Regions from separate parts of the Sus scrofa genome. Here region 2 is linked to region 1. The links are chromatin contacts, called in public HiChIP or PLAC-seq maps. All regions are on one chromosome and are shown on one strand. Each heading gives the region's core, a stretch centred on a gene start, on an enhancer-like site or on the middle of the called end of the contact. The rest is flanking DNA. Distances are from core to core; before and after follow the strand shown. Region 1 holds the start of ARID1B (AT-rich interactive domain-containing protein 1B). Region 2 holds the start of LOC110259923 (oleosin-B6-like).

Region 1 (3,857 bases), core at 1,260-3,759:
TTTCACTGGTCCGCTATTTCCCTGGATTCGCTGGATAAAATGTATGCCGAATCCACGATCAAAATAAGTTCAATCTAGCCGGAATGTGTTCCTTCAACACAGTCTATCTGTTGAAGGTGACTCCTTTCGAGCAGCCTGCAAGCCAAAAAATGGACTTCCCGGCTATTCTTAGGAATGAATCGATTTATTTTAGGATATTTTACCTCCACATCGCTGTAAACGTGGGTATTATTTTTGCTACTACACAAACTCAAAGCCCGCATCCGATATCTCCGAATGGCTGGGCACAACTACGAAACACACTCGGCTGCCACAAAGCTAACCTATTTTTCCTGCCTTCACCTAATAAGCTAAGAGGGAACGTAGTGTGGCCGGAGGTAGGACAAAGTTCCTCATTCTTTTCCCAGTTCTAGCTCATTGTTGGCGCTAACCGAGAAGAGGGGGTCAATCTTCCTTCCCCGACCGTACCGGCCGGGAGCGCCTATTTTGTTGAAAAAGCTGCCCGAACGGTCCCCGGCGCCCACACGGCTTCCCGGCGGCGCGGTCCCCGACTCCCGCACGCGCGGCTCGGCGCCTGGGGTGGGGTGGCCGGGCGGGTGCTGCGCGACCGGCAACCGCGGCGCCCGTCCCGGGCCTCGGCCAGACCCCCTCCCCAGGCCCCGGGCCCCGCGCCGCGCAGTCGGACCCCGCGCGCTGCCCGGCCTCGGAAGGAGGCAGCCGCGAGTTAAAATGGCTTTGGGCGTCTCGCCCCCGCCTCCCCCGACAGAAGACGCAGAAAAAGTACGCGGAAAGAAAGAAACTAGGGCTCGCGGCGCGCCGCGAGGCCGCCGCGGCGGAAGCAGGCCCGACCGGCGCGGGGGTTACCTGGGATCTGCCCATGGTCGGGCCGGGGGTGCCGGGGCTCATCGCCGGGTGGCTCCTTTGTTGCGCGGCCGCCCAGGCCGGGCTGGCAGCGGCGTACTGGGCGCCCATGTCCTTGCCCAAGCCCATGCCCGCGGCCGCCTGCTGGCCGCCCGCCGCCGCCCCCGCCGCCGCCGCCTGGGACTGGGGCTGCGACGGCGGCGGCGGCGGCGGCGGCGCGCTGGGGCTGCTGTAGTCGGGGTAGCTGCCGCCGTAGCTCCTCATCATGGGGCTGGGCGAGGTGAGCAGCTGGTTGAGGGTCGGGGTGGCCCCCGACGGGTGCTGGTTCTGCCCGGCGAAGCGCTGGAAGCCCCCCGCCGCCGCGCCGGCGGCCGCCTTGCTGAGGCTCGCGGCCCCGCCGCCCCCGGGGCCCATCATCATGCCGCCGCCCTGCTGCCGGGGGGAGCTCAGCACCCCGTACCCCGAGGACGAGCCCCCATAGCCGCCGCCGCCGCCTCCTGCTGCTGCTGCCGCCGCCGCGGCCGCCGCCGCCACAGCTCCCGCTCCTGCTCCTCCTCCTCCTCCTCCTCCTCCGCTGCCTCCTCCTCCTCCTCCTCCTCCTCCTCCTCCTCCTCCTCCGCCACCGCCGCCGCCGCCGCCGCCGCCCGCGCTGGGCCGGCTGTAGCCCGGATAATGGTTGTACTGGCTGTTGGGGTACCCTTCGTGGGAGTTCTGCAGGGGGTCCATGCTGTTGGGGGCTCCGGCGGTGGCTGAGGCGGAGTGCATCATCCCCATCCCGGGGCTTTGTTGTCCGCCATGTTGATCAAAGCAAGGCCCAGCGCGGCCGCCGGGGCCGCCGCTAGCAGGGGCAGCGCTGCCATAGTAATTATTAAACTCCGAGACGGCCGCCGGGCCGCCGCCACTGCTGCCGCCCCCGGGCACAGCGACCGGCGGCGGCTGCGCGCCCAGGGCGCCCAGGCCCGGCTGCTCGTAGCGGCCGCCTGCCGGCTCCCCCATCTTGGGCGGCGCGTCGTCCTCGTCGCCCGGCTTGCTCAGCAGAGGCTGGCCCGGGGGGTCGGCCTGGCTGCCCGCGGCACTGTCCTTGGCGCCTCCATGTTGCGGCTGCTCCATGTCGGGACCGGGCTGAGCCGTGCCGCCGCCCGCGCCGCTGAGGCTGTTGTTGTTGGAAATGGGATGTTGCTGCTGCTGCTGCTGTTGCTGCTGCTGCTGCTGGAACTGGTTTAGCTGCTGCTGTAGTGCGTGGTGGTGGTGGTGGAGGTGGTGGGCATGGTGGTGGTGGTGGTGGGCATGGTGGTGGTGGTGGTGCTGCTGGTGGGGCGGTGCGGCGGGGGCTTCGCCAACGGTTTTCAGTTTGTGGTTGGGGAGCAGCCCCGTCTCCATGGCCGAGCCCGGGCCCAACGAGGAGGAAGAGGAGGACGCCGCCGCGGAGGAGGAGGAGGACAGCGCGGCGGCGCTTCCACCCTCCTTCAGAGCCGCCTCGGAGCCGCCGCTCTTGGCGCTGTTAGTGCTGGCGGCGGCGGCCGCCGCGCTCGCGTTATGGGCCATGTTCAGTTCGTGACGGGGGTGCAGGGGGTGGTGGTGCACATTATTCAGGCCGCCGCCGTCGCCGCCGCCCCCCAGCATGGGTCCCGGTGCCGCCGCCGCCGCCGCCGCGCCGCGCGCCCCCGCCTCCAGGTCCCGGGCCCCGAGCGCCGGCCGCGGCCCGGGGGGCGCCCGCCGCTCGCCGCTGCCCGCCCGCGCCCGCGCCGCCGCTGCTGCCCGCGCGGCCATGATCGCCGCGGCGTGGCGAGGCCGGGCGGGGGGCGGGGGGAGACAATAAAACCCACTTTTTAGTCTGCGGCCCCTCCTGTGCGCATCCACACGCCCCGACGGGAATCGAGCGAGCCCCCTCCCCCTCCACAGGCCCCGCCGGAGCCGAACCGGGAGTCACGCCTTACGGTCTGGGCCTGTTCCCGCTGTGTGATTTCATGGTGAAAGTTTTTAGTTCAGGTTTAAATGAAACTTTTCTCTTTTCCTCTCTAACCCGGATATGGGTAAATACACGACTCACTGAGCCTATCGGGCCCAGCATGGCATGAGAGGGAGCCGAGCGAGCCCGAGCAACTATTATCCACTTCTCTCTGATTACTCGTGCGCACTCGCAAAACGCGGACTGGACTCGGCCCGGGCCGCCGCCGCCCGCGGCGCCCTCCGCCCGCCTGCCCGCCCGGGCGCAGCCTCGCGGGCACCGGCGGCCCCGGGCCGGGGGCTCGGGCCGCTCGGCCGGCGCCGGGCGCGCGGCGGCGTGGGGCGACGGGAGGCTGCACTTTCCCCTCGTGCCTCCGTCTCCTTGCCAACCGGGCGTTCGCGTGTTTGTTTTCACGTCTAAAAGGAACGATTCAAAGGTGGAAAACGAGTCTGACGAGCAGACAAAAGAGGGAGAAGGGCTGGGGAACAAAGTTGTCTGTTGGCCTCAAAGGTTACGAGGAGCCGACGGAGAAAGAAGATATTTGGGCAATCTGTGCAAAAGCACTGCCTCTCCCAAGAGTTATGTAATTTTTCAGCATGTTAGCCTCTCTGCCTTGATTTCGGGCCGTCAATGTAATTCCCACAACTTCTTTAAACTGCATAATTAGGAAAGAGTTTAAGTGAAGGTTAGCCGCATTCCAGAAGCGCTGTGCCCTGTACACAGCAGGTACTCAATAAATGCTTAGGTTGATTGCACCTGCCCCAAAAATAACGTTGATATAACTTTTTTTAAGGCATCTTATATGTGTACGTAGGCTTATCAATGAAAACATAAAGTAATCCCAAAGGAGCATTTTTCCTTCCCATGCACTTGTCTGTCCTCGCTCTGAAGAGAAAGTCTTCAAATACGTAGCGTGGTGCGTTATGCTCCCAGCAACTTGCACGTGGAAATTTAACTCCTGGTGCCATAATAGCGACTGCAAAGGTTTATCTCATGTCTTCATAAATCTGTATGACATCATACCTGCATCGTATTTCAGAGGTTATGT
Region 2 (4,089 bases), core at 1,111-3,610, 86 kb after region 1:
AACAGGGCCCGGCCAGCACTGGCTGACTTTTAAATGCTGCCTGTTTTCCCTTAATCGAGGTCAAGATCCATTTTCAAATTCACCAAATTTGTTGATAGTAAGTGCCCGACCTTAATGAACAAATGCCACAGCTGTGCTCAGGGGAAGGAACTAGTGGGTGGACACCAGGCACAGGTCCAAGCCCATTCCCTATATTCCCCGGAATCAGGGTCCTTCTCACATCTTTCTTTCTCCCCGAAATGGACGCACATTCTCCCTCTATTTAGAATAGAAGTAATGACTCTTCCACAAAAGCCTGGAAAATATGACTTTTCCAGAAATGGTTTAGGTCGGTTACAGATCTTCAGCTCCTGGCAACCAACTTTAGGACGGGCTGCGCCCTCACTGGACACGCTCTCTTCGAGGCCCGACAGGGAATCTCTCCGGGGTCCAGCTCACCTGCGCCTCGGCCACAGGCCACGTGCGCGATCCGGGAGAAAAGCCTCCCAGCGCCGCACACCTTGGAGCCGACGCCGCTTCTCCGGCTCTTCCCGCCATCCCGCGCCGCTCCCACCTCCGCGGCCGCCCGACCCCGTCCGCGCCAGATCCGGCCCGGGTTTTGCGGGCCGCCCGCCGCCGCCGCGCTCGCCGGGCAGGGAGCTGGCGCCGCCGAGGCCGCCACGGCCCGGGCGTGGGGGCAGCGCCGCGCCTGCGGGGGTGGCGGGTCCCCGCGCCCCGGCTCCGCGCGCCGGGGGCCCTCGCGCTGCCGCCCCGCCCGCAGCCGACGGGAGCCGGAGGCCGCGCGGCCTCGGACGCAATTCCCCGCCCGAGTCCTCCTCCCGCGGCCGGGAGGGAACATTCCTGCTCTCCCCGCCCGGCCCGCGCCTGTTCCCGCTCCTCCCCCGCCGCGTGTTTTCCGCCCCAGTAAAGATCGTGCCACACAAATAAGCCTCGAATGCCCTTTGCTGAGCGGGCGGGAGGGCATCTAAAGCTGAGCCCGAGTGGGCCATTTTCAGGGCGCGTCTCGGAGCCGCTAAAAGTCTTGTTTTCTCCCTAAAGTGGAAGGTGTGGGGGGCGGGGGCGGGCAAGGGGCCGCTTCCAACTGCTACACACGCTCGAATAGTTGTCAGTAAAATCAAACTGACGTCAGCCCCGGGGAAAAAGATAGGTCTCTTTTGTTCTCCTGTTCTCCCCCCGCCCCCCCACCTCCCCTGCGATCAAAGGCAAAAAACATTTTTTGGAGGTGGGGGAAAGACAAAAAAGGAAAAGAAATTGCAATGCAAAGAGATAGCTTCCATTAGAGCTCCAGCCCGGGCGGAGAGAATGTTTAATGAATGCATCAAGCCTTTTGATCACCCTCGCTCGGTTGGGTTCAGTAGTGCCGGAAGGTTAGCTGCATATCCTGTGGCTGATCTGAAATTCGATCAGCAGAGGGGGCAAAGAAAAGAAAAGCATTTTAATGGGAATCAATAGAGGATCATAGGTCCTGGAAGGAAATACGTGTTGATTAAAAATACCACAAGATTAAAAAATGTTCACGACTGGTTTAAAAAAAGAGAGAGAAGGGAGAGAGAGAGAAGAGAGGGGGAGGAGAGGAAAAAACCCTTAGCAATCTATTTTCTGTGTGTGTTGCTGCCAGAGAGGCAGTCAGCAGACCAACAGTTTGTGTAATGCTTCAAGCTACAGCAGGCAAATTTAAAGCTGTATGCTCAGAACAACATAATAAATACTTATTGAAAATGCATTTCTATTTCTAAGCGGGGTTCACTCATGCATTATACAAAACACCTAGGGCTGCAGTATCCAGACACAAGGGGACAAATAAGGTGTACTGTGACTCAAGTTCTTTAAACTCTTGGGCTTTTAACAGTTGAGAGCAAGAGCTTGGTTTTTTTAAAAACACTGAAACCAAACTAATAGCTTTGTAAGATACCACAGACTTACATTGTCTGAAACTTTAAAAAGAAGTTGTAATTTTAAAAAAAATCTGAAATCTATGAATGTGAAGAGAAAGGTAGGGTGGGGAATTAACAGTGGTAGATGGCATACTGATTGGGTTACAGAGTGGAAAATTATTGCCTTGTAGGTAGAGAAAGTGATCAATAATGTGATAAAAATGGTTGAGGGTTATATGGCTATTTACCTACTACAGTGGGAAAGGGAAACAGGCCTTTTAAATCCATTCTTTAACACAGGAACACAACTATACACCCTCTCTGCATGGCCTCTTGGAGGAGTCAATAGGGCTTAAATGTTTACAAGTTTAACAAACAAAATTCCTTCCTTATTGTGAGGGAATTCAGCTGGACCGGGTGGTGGACTCTTCCTTTCCATGGTCTCTTCCAGTGCTCCTCAACCTGCATTCCTGCCTTCACTCCTACCCAGTTCTTCCTTTTCTTTCAGTCTCTCTGAAGAACAAAAAAGGAGCAAGGAGCATTTTCAGGGCAATTTCCCTTGGATATTTATATATGTAAGAATTTATAGAAATGCTTTCCTTCTCCAAAGATGCCGCCATCCAGGAGCCATGCCTCCTTTATTCAAACTCTTGTGTAGTCCCTGCCATGATTTGGGCTGCAGCTGAGGTGACACTCTGTGACCTTCAAGGCTACATCATAAGAATATTGCTGCTTCGATACCTCGATCCCGTGGAATGCTCCCTCTTGGGACACTGTCTCTCTCTCAGAACCCAGCTGCATTCTTTGAGAAGCATGTGGAGCCCAGGTCATCTGCAGTGCTCAGCTTGATAGCATGCATTTGCTCTCAGCAATGAGTTCCCAGACAACAGATAACATCAACTGCCCTCCAAGTGAATTAGCCATATTGGAAGTCCAGTCCTGTTGAACCTCCTGACAACTTCAGCCCAGCTGCCTTCGCACTGTAGTTGCATGAAAGACCCGAAGCAAAGAGTACCCAGCTGAGCACAGACAACCCATAGAATAATAAGAGATAATAAGTAATGAGTATGAAATGAGTAAATTATAGCTTTTATTAATATCTTAATTTTAGAGTAGATACCAAAACTGCTTGTTATAATAAACTTAAATGAAATAAGCTAGTAGCTCGCAGTCTCCTCCTTGCCCCTTTCCTCCTGCCCCAGGGTTTTTCTTCACCATCCACAATGCTAGCCCTTATTCCTGAAGGCTATTAAGCTGAGCAACATAAAGACACACAATTCTGTAAGCCTTTCCTCTGGGGGCTTAGAGTCCAACTGGGAATAGAAGATGCTTTTTCTAAGAAGGAGAAGCCATTTATGCACTGCTAGGTCCTGGCATAGCAATGAGTGTTAAACCATCTGTTGTTAAATGAAAATATTGTTTATTTTTTATAACATGCATTTAGGAGGGAGGAAAGCTATCTAGGGTTTGAGCTGGCCTTTGCTCACAGGTTTTTTTTTTTTTTTTTTTTTTCTTCAGCTTCTTTCTGGTGCAGTTCTACCTTTCCTGGGATTTTCAAAATGTTAAGAGTTCAGGAGGACAAATATTTTCTAATTTTAGTAGGCACCAACATGAGCAGATCTCGGGTTTTATTTTAATATTTATAATACTAAATGATCACTTGGAATATACATCCTCCCATGTATGATGGAGCCAGTGCCCTTGGCTCTGCAGTGCCTCCCTTCCCATGAAACCTGTTGCATCTACCGTGGCTGCAGCAGTCACTGGACACTTCTCCTCCATCGCGGTTAATTCACCCAAGAAGGGTATGAGGGATGGAAAGGTGTGGGCAGGAAGTCAATTCAGGCTCACAAATCTCTAAGGTATAATTTAATTTGTACGTACAATGTTTGGGGGTTTTTCCTTAATTTGCTTAAAGAGATTACTTTTTTTAAAAAAATTTTGATCTGGTTGATATATGTATGTGTATATATATGTATATACACATAATGAGCCTGGTGAAAAATATTTTTCAGGAGCAAATGGGTCAGCTATTACTCCTCATAATCCTTTATAGATCCTTCAGATATTTTATTCTGAATGTGATGGTTACACCACCTGCCGGAATAGAAGTTTCCTTCTGGAATGCAGAGTTGGAAAGTGTAATATCATTTCATAAGGTGCTGGCCAAAGTTGCATCCCGCCCCTTTGCTGCTACCTCTGGCTTGGTTTGCAT

What was found. HiChIP or PLAC-seq counts read pairs in DNA pulled down with a chosen protein or histone mark.
Region 2: an H3K27ac HiChIP or PLAC-seq map of skeletal muscle shows a contact between it and region 1. The contact joins the promoter of LOC110259923 here to the promoter of ARID1B in region 1. A contact is called at or near these places in 2 of 5 promoter capture datasets (fetal skeletal muscle and liver), 19 of 47 Hi-C or Micro-C datasets (alveolar macrophages, brain, embryonic fibroblasts and 10 more) and 2 of 2 datasets of contacts at active chromatin or transcription factors (alveolar macrophages and skeletal muscle).

The regions. Positions count from the first base shown.
Region 1 is chr1:10,224,872-10,228,728 of Sscrofa11.1, forward strand. It overlaps ARID1B (AT-rich interactive domain-containing protein 1B), which reads right to left and starts at 2,510. Exons shown (of 21, transcript XM_021071898.1): 1 at 865-2,510. The coding sequence starts at 2,484.
Region 2 is chr1:10,310,642-10,314,730 of Sscrofa11.1, forward strand. LOC110259923 (oleosin-B6-like) reads right to left here and starts at 2,361. Exons shown (of 2, transcript XM_021086562.1): 1 at 439-2,361. The coding sequence starts at 964.